Linked DNA regions of Mus musculus: regions 2, 3 and 4 are each linked to region 1. The links are chromatin contacts, called in public HiChIP or PLAC-seq and promoter capture Hi-C maps. All regions are on one chromosome and are shown on one strand. Each heading gives the region's core, a stretch centred on a gene start, on an enhancer-like site or on the middle of the called end of the contact. The rest is flanking DNA. Distances are from core to core; before and after follow the strand shown.

Region 1 (3,249 bases), core at 24-2,523:
CTGGCGGTCCCGTCCCTGAACGTAATGTGGTATTAACAGCCAGAGCCACCATTTGCGATATTGCAACTTAAACATTGGTTTATACTATATATGAAAATTAAAGGGGCTTTTATGCTGTAAGCTAAATTAAGTTAAACAATGAGGCACTAGAAACAACAACAACAAAAAAAAAAACTAAACTATAGAATAAACGGGAAAAGCAGATCGTGGAAGTAAAAAATCACTACTTTGGGAGTTCATCTCTGTGTTAGGGGGCGATTTTTATTTACATCATCCTTCCACCAAGTGATTAGGGAAACGGTTTCAAGGTAAGAGTGGCTAATTTAGCATCTTACAATAGGGGTTTTTTGGGGGGCGGGGGCACGCAGGTGTACTCTCAACACCCACTTCATTGGGCGTCCAAAGTGCTGCTTCACCTACACCAAAAGCCGCGTTCAGAGGTGAAATCACAGCCCAGCACGGGCAACAGTGAACAGGCCAGGCTACTTTACAAGAAGGAAAAGCCTTGGGGGGAAAACTTGGTGTTTGATAAAGGACTTGAGGAAGAGAACAGCAGCTGCCCCTCCTTTCCCATCAAATCGAAACAAAACTGAGACGAGGAAAAAAGAAAGAAAAAAAAAAAAAAATCGAGTCTACGCGGGACCCCAGAGGAAGGAAGCAGGACCGCTAACCTAAGAAAACCGGAGGCGCCGGCATCCAGGAGGGAATCCCGAGGGCGGAGCCCACAGGGGAAGGAGGTGTGGAGTTGAGTCGGGGAGAGTTGCCGAGAGAAGTGGGGGACAGGGATAGTGATGGGAGAAAAGACGGCCAGGCAGAGAGAGGGGTGGGGCTGCCGGGCAGTGCCCCGGGCAAATGTCACTCAGAGCCGGGGGAGGGGAGGGTCCGAGCGCAGGGATCCCTGGACGGAGGATCGCGGCTTCAGCAGGTTCGAGCCACACACAGCAGCTTAACGCCGCCCGCTCTGGGGTCCCTGCCCGGAGCCCCCGGGTCCCCGAAGGTGGGAAGCGGCATCGCAGAAACCCAGAGCCGGAGGCGGCTTTACCTTCGCAGGAGGCTGGAGGCGCTCCAGCCCGAGCTCCGCCCGCCGCCGGCTCCACGTCTTGAGTAGGATGGAGGCGCCGCCGGCCCCGTCCCCTCTCGCTTTCCTTTTCCCCGCCGGGGCCTGTCGCCGCGGGTTCCTGCGCCGCGGCCCCCACCCCTCCGCTCCTCCCTCTGCCTCTCAGAGGCTCGCCCTGGACGCCGCCATCTTCCACCAGGCTTGCGAGCGCTGAACCCTAACGCGCGTGCGTGGCCGCCGCCCCGGCCGTCACGAGACCCTGTCAGCTGACCTCGGCGCTTCCGCCTCGCGCCCCGCCCTCGGGAGCACTGTGCTCCCTCCCTCGGTGGCCCATTCGCCGTCTTCCGGGAAGCGCCGCGTGCGCGCCGCCCGCCGTTCCGCCTCTCGGGAAGTACGCGTGCGCTTAGCGAAAGAGAGCCTTGGCCCAAGCAGAAGGCGAGGCGCCACGCCCCCTGGAGCGGTCCGAGAGGCCACGCCCCCTGAATCCCTGGAGACACGCCTCTCAGCCAGACGCTGGCATTGGCTACTGTAACTCTGCAAAGGAGCAGCTCTGTTACCTAGCCCTAGTCTTCAGTGTCCTGGCGCATCCACGAAGCCGTCGAAAGCCTCAGTGCGCATCTCTGGTTTAGCTGCATCGTGGGCATAACTTTTACTCGCTACTGACACACCCTGAACGCGGATTTAAGTTTTGAGTGTTCAGGGAGATAATGGAGACCGAAGCCTCAGAGGTCAAAGGCCTTTGCGGGTGAAGTGTTGGGACAGTTAACACTGCTGCCTTCCTGGACCTCTGATCCCAGAGCCAGGATTTAATTGGCCAACTACTTAAGGTCAATTAACTTGCAGCCGTCTGAGATAGGGATTATCCTCTATTTTCAGATAATAAATTGATGTGTAGTTCCACAGTAGTAGACTTAGTATTTGAGCTCAAGTAAGTTGACTCAAGAACTGCTCTCTGGATAGGAACTCACTGAAACTATATGAAGAGGGGAACTCAGGAGAGTGACAGTATCAGAATGAAACAAAGTTACAGATGACAATTGTGTCAGAGCTCTGAGCAACAGACGGTGTCTCATCTAAGATGTGAGAGGGGCAGACTACCCTCTAAAACGTGATTCTGTGGGGGGAAAAAAACTTGTATGGACACACAGTTCTAGGTTTAAATGCTCTGGTGAGCCTAATATTATTATTGTGTAGCAACCCTGGAACTGGAATTTCTCAGGGACCCCGTCTGTGGTTGAATCGTTTCATAGATGGAGGTTTTGGGATGAAAAACATGTAAAATGGTTTCTACAGACTTGACTTTTTGGCCGACTGACCCATTTGTGTTACTGGAGACGACTAGATTTTTCCTTAGGAAGGCTTTCCCACACTGTCCCAGTGAAATAAAAGTGCCTGTGAGCAGCCAGAAATGGCTTGCTTGGAAAGATGAGACCTGAAGTAGAGTGGAAAGGGGAAAAAACAACAATGAAAAACAAAACAAGATGCCCTTGGCCTATCCCAGGGTAATAAAAGCATGTGCTTACGTGGCTTTGTATATGTTACAGACCCTTAGAGTATTGCCAGAACTAGGTGTGGGCGGTCCTATTTCTATTTGGTAAAAAAGGCTGACCCAGAGTTCCTAAGTGACTAAATCAAGGTGAGGTTCATCCAAAAGGTTGAGCCGAGATTTGGCCCCAGACTGTAACACCCAGGTCATCAAACTACTAAACCCTTGACACTGCCTCTCTATTTAATATTTGGAACCAAATAAATGGATTCTCAGAGGTGAAAGGAGCTTAGGTAACATGAACTGCCTCCGTCCCCTGTAGTGGAAAATTCCCTGCCTCTGAACGCATCCTGAAGTGGAGAAACTGTATTCTTCCCATAAGCCTTCTCTTGCAGAAATCATTTCCAGGTTTGAATGGTTGGTTTTGCTCTTCTCTCCTCCTCCTCCTCCTCCTCCTCCTCCTCCTCCTCCTCCTCCTCCTCCTCCTCCTCCTCCTCTGTGTCCCAGCCTTTCATTATCTGCCAGTCCACCTGCCCATATCATCGTATCCCACCCTTTCCTGTGTTTCCACCTGCCAGCCTCTGTGCTGCTTCCTCATTTCCCTTAGTGAGATTTGCATAAAGTTGTCACTCTTCTTAAGATGCTAGAACTAGAGACAAGAATCGGGATGAGTAGGAAGACTTGGCTCATCTTTCCAGAGACTTCT
Region 2 (3,122 bases), core at 479-2,978, 1.2 Mb before region 1:
TTCTACATAAGATTACAATATTGTGTTGTGCTGAATTCAAAGCTATCCTGCAAGGCATATGGCCTGTGGACAGTGGGTCGGACACACCTGCCAAAACTTTCCTCAGCCCATGCTGGATCCCGAGACAGCAACACACTCGGGGCAAAAGTAGGGTGGAGTCTGAGTTATCTTAGTCTGGTGCCCAATCTGGCATGCTTATATGCTCAGAGGGATGACCTCCGACTCCAGGGACTTCAAACCGAAGAAGACCACAAGAATAGAACAGTTACTCTGATTTGAGAGTAGTTTTAGAGGTTAATTCGAGCATTCAGCAACTGTTTCCTAAACTCTAGGTGAAGTGGAACCTCAGCTGCTTCCATGGAGTTTCCTGTGAGGGCTCAATGTGCGGTGGGAGACTCTAGTGGGTACATTCGGGGTAAATTCATAAGTGTCCCCTGGGAAATCCGTAGGCACGGGTGTGTGTGTGTGTGTGTGTGTGTGTGTGCATTTCACTCCTGGCTTGCTTTGTGTAACATACACTACACATTCCAAACAGTCCCAAACAAACATTCCCTGAATGGCCAGAGAAGGTCAAGACCAGCAAGTGGCTGGAGAGGAAGAGGGGAGGGGCTTTGTAAAGCCTCAATTAACCCGATGCCTTAGAGTGTACTGCTTGGGGACTGCGTTTAACCTTAGTCTGGCGTCTACTCCTTGCTCTCACGCTACTGTGTGTGCCCTGCAAACTTAGAGGTCGCTCTCTTATACTCTTGTAGCTCATTACCCGAATAAACCTAACTAGCAGGGCGCAGGAGTGTGGTTGGGCTGACGGTCTCAGGATCAAAAGAGGCAGGGCATTGTCTTTGGGTTAGTGGAGCTGTCTTCTACCAGGCAGGTTAGGTTTCAAACCCTAGTAGGCATATCCTGTAAGGGTGTCTTCTCTCTCACTGGCCAGCTCCTCTGGGGACAACCACAGATCCCCTCCGCATGAAGAGTCTGAGCCTAGCTAGATAGGAGGTAAGCTAGAGGCCAGCAGGGGCCACCGAGGAGCCATACCCCAGGTCTGAGCCAGGTATCCGCACATCTTCCTACTCACCACCACACCACACACTGACCCTTTCCTATGTTCCCGCCCTGTCTGACCATCTATCTGGGTCTGAGACGGAAGAAGGGAACCGCATTTAGGTGTCAAAGACCAGAAACAAATGTCCTCTTGACCAAGTCCTGTCTTTTTTTTTTCCCCCTAGGTGGGTGGGTGAGACAGAAGCAGCAGGGCAGAGCAAGACGCTCCAAAGAGGGCACCTCTCTTAGGCTCAAGAGGAGGTGGCTCTCCGGAGCCGGCTGCCCGGGTGGGGGCTGGATGGCGCACGCCCCCCAAGCCCCGCAAACCCACGGGCTCCGCATGACATCAGAGGCTTGGGAGCGCGCAGAGCGCAGGCGCGGGCGGAGCAGGCGGGCGGGAGGGGGCGCGTGGCGCTGCTCGGAGAGCGCTCCTCCGCCCAGCTCGGTCCCTGCGCCCCGCTCCGCCCGTGCCTCGCTGCCCGCGCCGAGCTTCGGGCGTCCACAGCGCGCCCGTCGCCCGTGCAGCCAACGCCACCCAGGGCTGCGCCGCGCACCCCGCCTCCTCCCTTTCCGCCGTCGCCGCCGTCGGACACGCAGCCGCAGGCCGGGGCCCGGCCGCAGCTGGGGAGTCAGGGGCGCGCGCAGCCAGCCCTTCCCCCTCCGGCTCCCGCACCGCTCGCCGCCTCCCCTCGCCCTCCTCCTCTCCCCTCCCTGCTCCTTCACCGCTTCCTCCTCCTCCTCCTCCTCCTCGCCCGGCCCCAGCTGCCAGCACCATGTCCGCAGGGGGAGATTTTGGGAACCCGCTGCGAAAATTCAAGTTGGTTTTCCTAGGGGAGCAGAGCGGTGAGTACTCGGCTTATTCTCTCGGCTCGGAGCCGAGTCTTTTCCCCACGCCGCCCATTCAGCCACCCCACTAGGGACCCTCCCAGCCCTGGCTCGCCAAGGCCCTTCCACGCCCCGGTAGAGGAGAGGGATGCAGATGGGGAGATGGGGCTGGCTCGGGTGGGGCCGGGCTGGGGAGGACCAAGGGGGAAAGGAAGAAGGTGGTTCTGGGGGTCAAGGGATGAGGGTGAGTGTGAGATCTGGGTACGGGTACCCGGTGCAGGTGCGTCCGGGAGGACCGAGGGCGGCGGCTGGCTCACCCGCTCTAGGCGCCGGGCTCGCGGGCTCGCTGACTAGCTCGCACTGCGGCACAGGCTGCGGAGCACTGTGCAGGTGTCTGGGTGCCGGCGAGGGTGTGGGCGAAGGGACAGGAGCCTCTCTTGGGAGAACGAGGTGGGGCTGGGAGCTGGTTGCCCCCACCCCAAGGTTGCGCCCGAGGGGCTCCCTGCGGACCCTGCCTGGAATCTAGGGAAAGGACGCGTCCAGCTCTGGAGCAGATTGCTGCTGGGAAATGGGGAACACGACACCTGTCCCTTTTCGAAAAGAGTGGGTGCAAGTGGTAGGGTAACTGGGCACTTAGCTTCTCTGGCTTACATCCGACTGGGCAGAAGGTTCTAGACTCACTGTCCTTCACTAATGTGTTAGCCTCTTTGGGGCTTAGGGGTGTGGATCGTGAGAGTGAAGATTCTTCCCATAGCAGGTGACTTGGGGGATGGTACAGAGGCGTCTCATATCTGTGAGCTTGGCACTGGGCAGAGAAAGGCCTAGGCGACACGCCCTGCCTGGCTTCCCTGCCCCCTCTAGAGAGCATCAGTGGAGCCGGTGGATTCTCCCACCCCCCATCTCCCAGCTCACCGCCCTTCTTGGGGGAGGGGAGGTCACCGTGGCAGCCAGCCAGAGCCTAAGGAGGGGGAGAGTAAGGGTTTCTTTGCTGCCCAGGAGTCTCCCCTCCCAAGTATCTGACACCCAGGTTGGTCCAAGGTGGGAAGCTCAGACAGAAGAGCAGCGACCCCTCTGATACCTGTGGGAAGGAGTACCTCCTTGAGAGCCTCGGTCCAGGAGTCACATAACCAGGGGGTTACAGACATAAGCTGGGCTTCTGAGCATTTCTGCTGGAAGAGAGGGGGATCCCGGGGGGGGGGGGGGCGGGATTCCCAGCTCTAGCTCTGTAAACCAGTTCTGTTAGCTGGTTTGGAGGCCAA
Region 3 (3,431 bases), core at 547-3,046, 1.3 Mb after region 1:
ACACATGCTCATATGTGCATATGCCACATACTCTTCATACACACATACAGTATACACACACACATAACTTAATAAATAAATAAATAATAAAACAGGCTTCCAAAAAAAAAAAAAAAGCCCACAGGATTATTTAAGCAACACAGCCACAAGCCACCTCTCTCCACACATTGCTCAGAAAAGGGAAGAAATCCGTGCCCATCCCCCACGGTCATCTTGTCAGTCATTCTTTCCCCCTCCCCTGTGGAAAAAGCCTGTGACATAGCTCCTGGGGTAAACAAAGACTCTGGGCACCACCATGTGGTTCTCCCATTTTCTACTTCAAAACCAAGGCATGCCGAGAGGAGACAGAAATGTTTCTCACCGAGTGTTACCCTGAAACTGAGCGAGAGGTAAATGGGGCAACCTAGCTCCCTTAATGCAGAGAGCCTGAGTCTCTAGCACTAGTCAAAATCATTTAAGATTTTAAGATGCAGTTTCCTTGATAATCCTAATGATCTGTCAGGTATTTTGTTTTTTGGTTTTTGTTTTTTTTTTTTTTTTTCAAATGAGGCATGAGCTTTGGGGAAAAGGGGTCACCAAAGGGTTTCCTTCTGCTGCCCTCTGCTTCCATTTCTGGGAAGCCTCTTACTAACTGGGTCATTTTCTACCACGGAGGAAAAAAGAACAGGACACTGGCAATATCTGTCGCCTGGCTCTGCCGTTCTAGAGAGAGCACAGGGCAGAGCGCTTGTGGCTGGTCATCTTCTATGTGGTGACAGACCTGTCTTTCATATTTCTAGTCCGTTGCCAAGCTTCTAAATGAGCTCCTGGATTTAAATGGGCCACACATTGTTCTCTCTCTAATCCAGTGCAATTACGAAAGCAGTTTTTAGATATCAATGTATAATGTAATCAATGTAATGAACACACATGTTTTTAAATGAAATAACCAGACATTTTAAACAGGCTTATTAAGATGCGTCTATACCCACATGCTAGAACTTCCTGTTGGAAACTGTAGCTTTCAATTGGCTAAAAGGATTAATAATTATTGTGCTCTGTCCCCTATGCACCACATATAAGAATCACCTATTATATCCAAATGATCTTATCAGCCCACTAATGATCTGATTATAGCCACACAGATAACCTTCATTTTGCAAATCCTAGTGACATTAAAATAATCACAGAAACATGCAAGAAAATAAGTGTGTTTCTAGGGTATACTGCTTCATCTATTGAGCTACGAACGGTTTCAGAATTTGTCTTCGAAACACTGAAAAAATGATCAAAGTATCAAAGAGTCACCTCCGTAGTATGGTAGGTTCATCTAGATAACGGAAGAAAGCAAAATAAGTGTCAAACACACACACCCAGAACATTTGCATAATTTATCTCAGGACCCAAACGTTCCACAGCCAAGTAACCCCTCACAAGCGGCAGGCTCCTCTGACTGCCAAGCTCGAGTAACTACAGGCTGGATCTGACCTCTGCCTATGAACACCAGTAAGCCAGCAGAGAAACATTCCCCAAGCTTCGACAGGCCACACCCAGAAATAAGCACCAGTTATTTTTAAAGTTAGCACAAACAAAATAGTACCTGCTCTTCGGCCCTTTGGCTTCTCAGCGTTGATAAATATTTCCGAATAGAGTGGAGAGGATACTTTTTCAAGTAAGAAAATCCGGACGGAGGCAATAAGTTCTCCATACTGAGGGGAAACCCGAGGGTCCTTGTCTGCCCCTCCCTGACAGCGACCAAATGCGACCTAGACACTTAGTCTCTGCTGCCTAGCCGCTCCTTTGAAGTGCCACCACTTTGCTGCAAACCGAGCAGGTGTCAATCTTATAGCTCCCCCTTTGAGTGGAAGTTCCTAGAGACAGCTGAGGGAGGCGGGTCATCTAGAAACCTCCAGAACTGCAATGCCCAGGAGCCAGAGGCAGGAAGAAGTTCAGGGCTGGCCCGAAGAATGTAAACAGCCCAGCGATAGCGATATGACTGACTGTCCTATTTTGAGCAGCAAGGCTCTGTTGCAAGCGATGTTAATATTAGCTAGCGGGTGACTTTCCATACCCACGGACTCTCGTGAGGTTTAATTTTAATTCTTCCGACAGTATTTCTGGTGATTCTTTCTTTCTTTCTTTCTTTCTTTCTTTCTTTCTTTCTTTCTTTCTTTCTTTCTTTCTTTCTTTCTAAGAGGGCATGACATGAGGTTTTCCCAGTTTCCTTTGAGCTTTCTTGTCATTACCAACACACACTAACAACCTTCAACTGAGCCTCCGCTCAAAAGTGTCAATTCATTTCAGCCTTGAGAAACGCTGTTTTAGAGTTCTTATTTTATTATTTTTATTCATCTCTCATATGTTACATCCTGACCACAGTTTCTCCTCTCCTCCCAGCTCCTCCACCCACACATTCCTCCTCCCCACTCCCCAGGAGGAGGAAAAGGGTCCCACACATAGGCAAAAGAGTCTGGGACAGACCCAGCTCTCAATGTTAGCATTTCCACATGAACCCGGAGCTACTCAGCCATAACATACATGCAGAGGACTTGGGGCAGACCCCTGCAGGCTTCCTGGTCTCTGCAAGTTCCCATGAGTGTATTGATTCTGTGGACCCTGTTAGAAGACTAGCACTGTTTGAAAACTAAGCAAATCACACACACACACACACACACTCACACACAGACACCACCCCTTCATGGACATTATGGGGTTGGCCAGCTCTGTGGACATTCATTGAGTTCTGTGGTGCATTGTGCTACGTGCCAGTAACCAGACACTTTGCATTTATTGGGCAATGGCTGCAAACAGATTCTTTTCTGAGTTAAAAGGCTTCTTGCCTTGAATCCTTATCGCAAAGCCACAGGCTGAACTCAGAACCATTAAATTTCCCCGAGGCTTTCTCCTGAGTATCTGTGAGAGGAACTGTTACAAGCACACTTCTAACTACTATAAAAAGGATTCATGCCTTCAAAAGAGGAAAAAGGGGTGGTGGGGGCAGGGGGGTAAAGAAGAACACAACAAGAGATCTGTTGTGTTAAAGGATATGAAATTATACATTTGAAAGTTCATTTTCTTTGGGATCTATAGAGGTCACAGGGTTTGTCGTCTAAGTCCTGAGCCACACTTCTACCCCCACTCCACCCCAACTGTGTGTGCATGTATGTGTGTGTGTATGTGTGCATGTGCGCGTGCACACATACACACACACACACACACACACACACATGCATATTTATACTAGTGTACATACCCATGCTGTCCCATAAGGCTAGAGGACTAATGTCCTGCTCTAAGGCTTTCTGCCTTATTCCCTTGAGATGGCTCCTCTCAGTGAACCTGGAGCTAACTGGGCAAGCCAGCAAGTCCCAGCCATCTTCTTGAATCTGCTCACCACAGGGCTGTAGTTACAGGAACAAGCAGCCATGCCAGGCTCCTCCGCATGCAGGTGC
Region 4 (3,378 bases), core at 183-2,682, 1.1 Mb before region 1:
GCCAGGCAAGAAAACAGACTGAGTCACCTCCCCATCCCCAGACCACGTATTCTAACAGCATCGTGTGTGTATGTGTGTGTGTGTGTGTGTGTGTGTGTGTTTTTACAGGTTTTCCTAGAGTCTTTTTTATATAACTCCCAGGGGGCTGGAGAGATAGCTCAGTGGTTAAGAGCACCGACTGCTCTTCCGAAGGTCCTGAGTTCAAATCCCAGCAACCACATGGTGGCTCACAACCATCTGTAATGAGATCTGACTCCCTCTTCTGGTGCATCTGAAGACAGCTACAGTGTACTTAGATATAATAATAAATAAATCTTAAAAAAAAAAAAAGAATTAACTCCCAGGGCTGGAGACTCAACTAAGTTGGATAAGATCCCATCCTGCTTCTAGCAAAGGGACCTGAATTCAATTCCCAGCACCCACATCAGGCAGCTTTGAAGACCGACTCTACAAAATCTGACACATCTGGCCTCTACAGGTACAGGCACTCATGTGCATATACCCACACACATACATATAATTAAAAAGAAAAAAAAATATTTTTAAAAACATGTCCTAAACTTGCTGTACCAAATAAACTGCAAGATGACAGGGCTACGGAAATGCCTTACCCATCCCTCTTAAGTCTAACCGAGGTGAAAATCAAAGCATTACCCTGACAAACAGCAACGTTTTCCCAGAGTCACAGAGACCAACGAAGAGAACAGCTCTCTGACTGCTCTTTCGGCTCCAGATGAACTTCCAGAACACTGCAGAGAAGAGAAAGGCAGCCTTCATTTTCTAAAGACATTATTAGTAGGCATTTACGACAAAAAAACAAAGCGTCCATCTGGACTACTTTCATTGTCACACGGATTAGAGTCAGTTTTGTTAGGAACTCACGGAGCGCCAGCCACTATCAACTGTAAACCTTTTCACGTCTATTTCCCTCATCCAAATGTGGAGACTAAAAGTATACACAGAATGATGGATCTGGGAAAAATTAGTGGCTTGCTACATTTGATTGGTGGATTTCTACTCTACCTTAGTACCCCAGTATCTCAGAGCCCAGTTCAGACACAAGTGGCTCAAAGTTGGAATGAACGATGGCGGCCGCAGCGCTCAAGCGCACAGGGCCGCCTCATGTAAGTCCTGTCCCAAGACCCAGGTCACTTCAGCGTCCCCTTTCCACACTGCTGGGTCTGGAAGACGAGTAGTAGAAGAGGGAACGCAGCCGTCCGCCTCCCTGGCCTGCGGCGCCGAGCCACCCTGCCCTCGCCGTGAATGCCGGCCGCCTCACCCAGCGTCAGCAGCACCGCCAGGAGAGCCACCGCCACGGAGAGCAGCGTCGGATCCCTCTGCTGCAGCTCCTGTCGTAAGGAGTCGAGGTAAGGCTGGAAGGCGCCACCGGCGCCATCGCCAACTCGCCGGGTGTTCGCCGAAGCCATGAAAGAGGTGTGTAGTCTTCCCGGGCCGCCAAAGTTACGTGGCTCTAGGCTCCACGCCGTGGTGGGGCGCGGGGCATCACGGGAGTTGTAGTCCCTTAGGGGTATCTCGGCTAAGTGCCTGATGGGAGTTGGAGTTTTTTGGTTTCTACAACCCAGTTAGCGAGTGTATTCATATCGGCATGCTTTGAGACATGTATAGCTTTGTGGAATTTTTTTTCTTTGCATTTTAATTTTTTATCTTTGGAGAATTTCATAAATGAATATGATGTCTTTTGGTCAAACCCACCCCTCTACTCCCATTTCATTTCGATTTTTGAAAGAATGATGACTTTTAGCAAAATTAACGGCTACAAAACTTCATTTGAGGGTGAGGATTTCTACTCGGCCGTTACATGGGATGAAATTTATGAGAGATTTTACCACAGTATGATGTGACCGAAGATGTGATGGAGTCACAGAGAATCCACAAAGACACATCAAGTCCTTTATGAGGTCAGAGAAAAGTAGCTAGAGATGGACCTGAATCTTGGAGGATGCATTAACCTATACCGGCAACTAAAGAAAACAGAAAAAGACGCACGGAAGAGAAGCTTGAGTAAAAGCCAATGACATGTGGGAAACTCGGGAATTCTGTGTCCTGCATTGACACGTCCAGCACGGAAAAAAATGACTGCATTTTAAAAAGCAATCAGGAAAATCAGTGCTCGGGAGGATGTGGAGGTGTCGACGATAGATTGATCATTCCCACCCAAAGGAAGCAGGCCTACTCAACCAGGTAGGCCATTTGAGAGGCCCAGAGTAGACAACATTTTTCAGTTTCTCAAGAGGACTTATTTATAAAAGATCTTCATGGGAACTCTTCTACTTAAGATTTCATCGGGTAATCGAAACATTTAAAAAAAAATGTGAGCTTCAATTTAAAAATATCTCTGCGAGTCAGAAGTGGCCAAGCCTCGAGGGCCATTTGCAGCCTCTGTCATTAAGTAGCTGTCATTATTTTAAAGTATTTAAGTACAGGTCTGCCTGGGAGATGACAGGAAAAGTCGATGTCACTTAAAGGCTAAACAAATTCATTAAAATGTCGCACTGCCACATAAAACCCCAACTCCTGCAGGTACCAGGAAGAGAGGAAATGAGACATTCCCTTCCTCTCTAGTGTGGCAGTGAGTGATTGGGTAGGAAATGAAACAAAGATGTTAAAGTTTGAGTTTGGAAGGTTCGCAATGTGATTTCGATTTCCATACATCCTCAAAAGGCAGAGGGCAGGTGAGAAGAAGCCCACTCGAGAGGGCCACTCCGTTGGCCTTACCATCGCCAGATACTGAGTCGCTGGCTACAGGCTATGTATAAGAATGATTAGATTGTCCATGGAAGCAAAAGTGGCAGAAAGGCAGCTGGAAAAGTTTGTAGGAATCAGACCTGGGAGTGGTTTTGTGTGCTATGCTGAAGAACTCAGAGTTTACTCATAGTATAACAATAAGCTGAAGGTGACATGGATAATTGGCAGATCTGTGGAGAACTGTGACTGGAGAGAGAAAAGACTGAGGCTGGGGGAATCAATGGGAGTCTCTTGTCGTATTTAGGCAAAAGATACTTGGAGTCTAACACAGGATAAAAGTGTGAAATCCGGGGCTAGAGAGATGGCTCAGTGGTTAAGAGCACTGGTTGCTCTTCCAGAGGTCCTGAGTTCAGTTCCCAGCAACCACATCAGGTGGCTCACAGCCATCTGTAATGGGATCTGATGCCCTCTTCTGGTGTGTCTGCAGACAGCTACAGTGTGCTCACATACATTAAATAAATAAATAAACAAACAAACACTGAAAGTGTGAAATACAGGGTAAAATTTCTGAGATATTTAGAAGTTAAAATATGTAGGTTGTAATGACTATAAAATATATAGTTGCTGTTGTTCTATTACTGTGAAAAGACACCATGACCAATACAGAAGAAA

What was found. Promoter capture Hi-C pulls out the DNA fragments that hold promoters and counts their contacts. HiChIP or PLAC-seq counts read pairs in DNA pulled down with a chosen protein or histone mark.
Region 2: an H3K4me3 HiChIP or PLAC-seq map of pro-B cells shows a contact between it and region 1, with 14 times the contacts expected there. The contact joins the promoter of Rab6b here to the promoter of Dnajc13 in region 1. A contact is called at or near these places in 1 of 39 promoter capture datasets (pre-B cells), 2 of 484 Hi-C or Micro-C datasets (CD4 T cells and CD8 T cells) and 2 of 115 datasets of contacts at active chromatin or transcription factors (pro-B cells and thymic regulatory T cells).
Region 3: a promoter capture Hi-C map of liver shows a contact between it and region 1, with 8 times the contacts expected there. The contact joins the promoter of Atp2c1 here to the promoter of Dnajc13 in region 1. A contact is called at or near these places in 7 of 39 promoter capture datasets (cranial neural crest, embryonic stem cells, frontonasal cranial neural crest and 3 more), 1 of 484 Hi-C or Micro-C datasets (CD4 T cells), 1 of 115 datasets of contacts at active chromatin or transcription factors (microglia) and 1 of 9 other capture datasets (liver).
Region 4: a promoter capture Hi-C map of pre-B cells shows a contact between it and region 1, with 4 times the contacts expected there. The contact joins the promoter of Srprb here to the promoter of Dnajc13 in region 1. A contact is called at or near these places in 3 of 39 promoter capture datasets (liver, neutrophils and pre-B cells), 1 of 484 Hi-C or Micro-C datasets (CD8 T cells) and 1 of 115 datasets of contacts at active chromatin or transcription factors (astrocytes).

The regions. Positions count from the first base shown.
Region 1 is chr9:104,261,657-104,264,905 of GRCm38.p6, forward strand. It overlaps Dnajc13 (DnaJ heat shock protein family (Hsp40) member C13), which reads right to left and starts at 1,274. Exons shown (of 56, transcript NM_001163026.1): 1 at 1,043-1,274.
Region 2 is chr9:103,110,346-103,113,467 of GRCm38.p6, forward strand. Rab6b (RAB6B, member RAS oncogene family) reads left to right here and starts at 1,729. Exons shown (of 8, transcript NM_173781.4): 1 at 1,729-1,881. The coding sequence starts at 1,812. It overlaps Gm46128 (a long non-coding RNA gene), which reads right to left and starts at 2,922. Exons shown (of 2, transcript XR_001779270.2): 1 at 2,181-2,922.
Region 3 is chr9:105,519,461-105,522,891 of GRCm38.p6, forward strand. Atp2c1 (ATPase, Ca++-sequestering) reads right to left here and starts at 1,797. Exons shown (of 27, transcript NM_001253831.1): 1 at 1,580-1,797. The coding sequence starts at 1,687.
Region 4 is chr9:103,200,633-103,204,010 of GRCm38.p6, forward strand. It overlaps Srprb (signal recognition particle receptor, B subunit), which reads right to left and starts at 1,433. Exons shown (of 7, transcript NM_009275.4): 1 at 1,280-1,433; 2 at 655-749. The coding sequence starts at 1,427.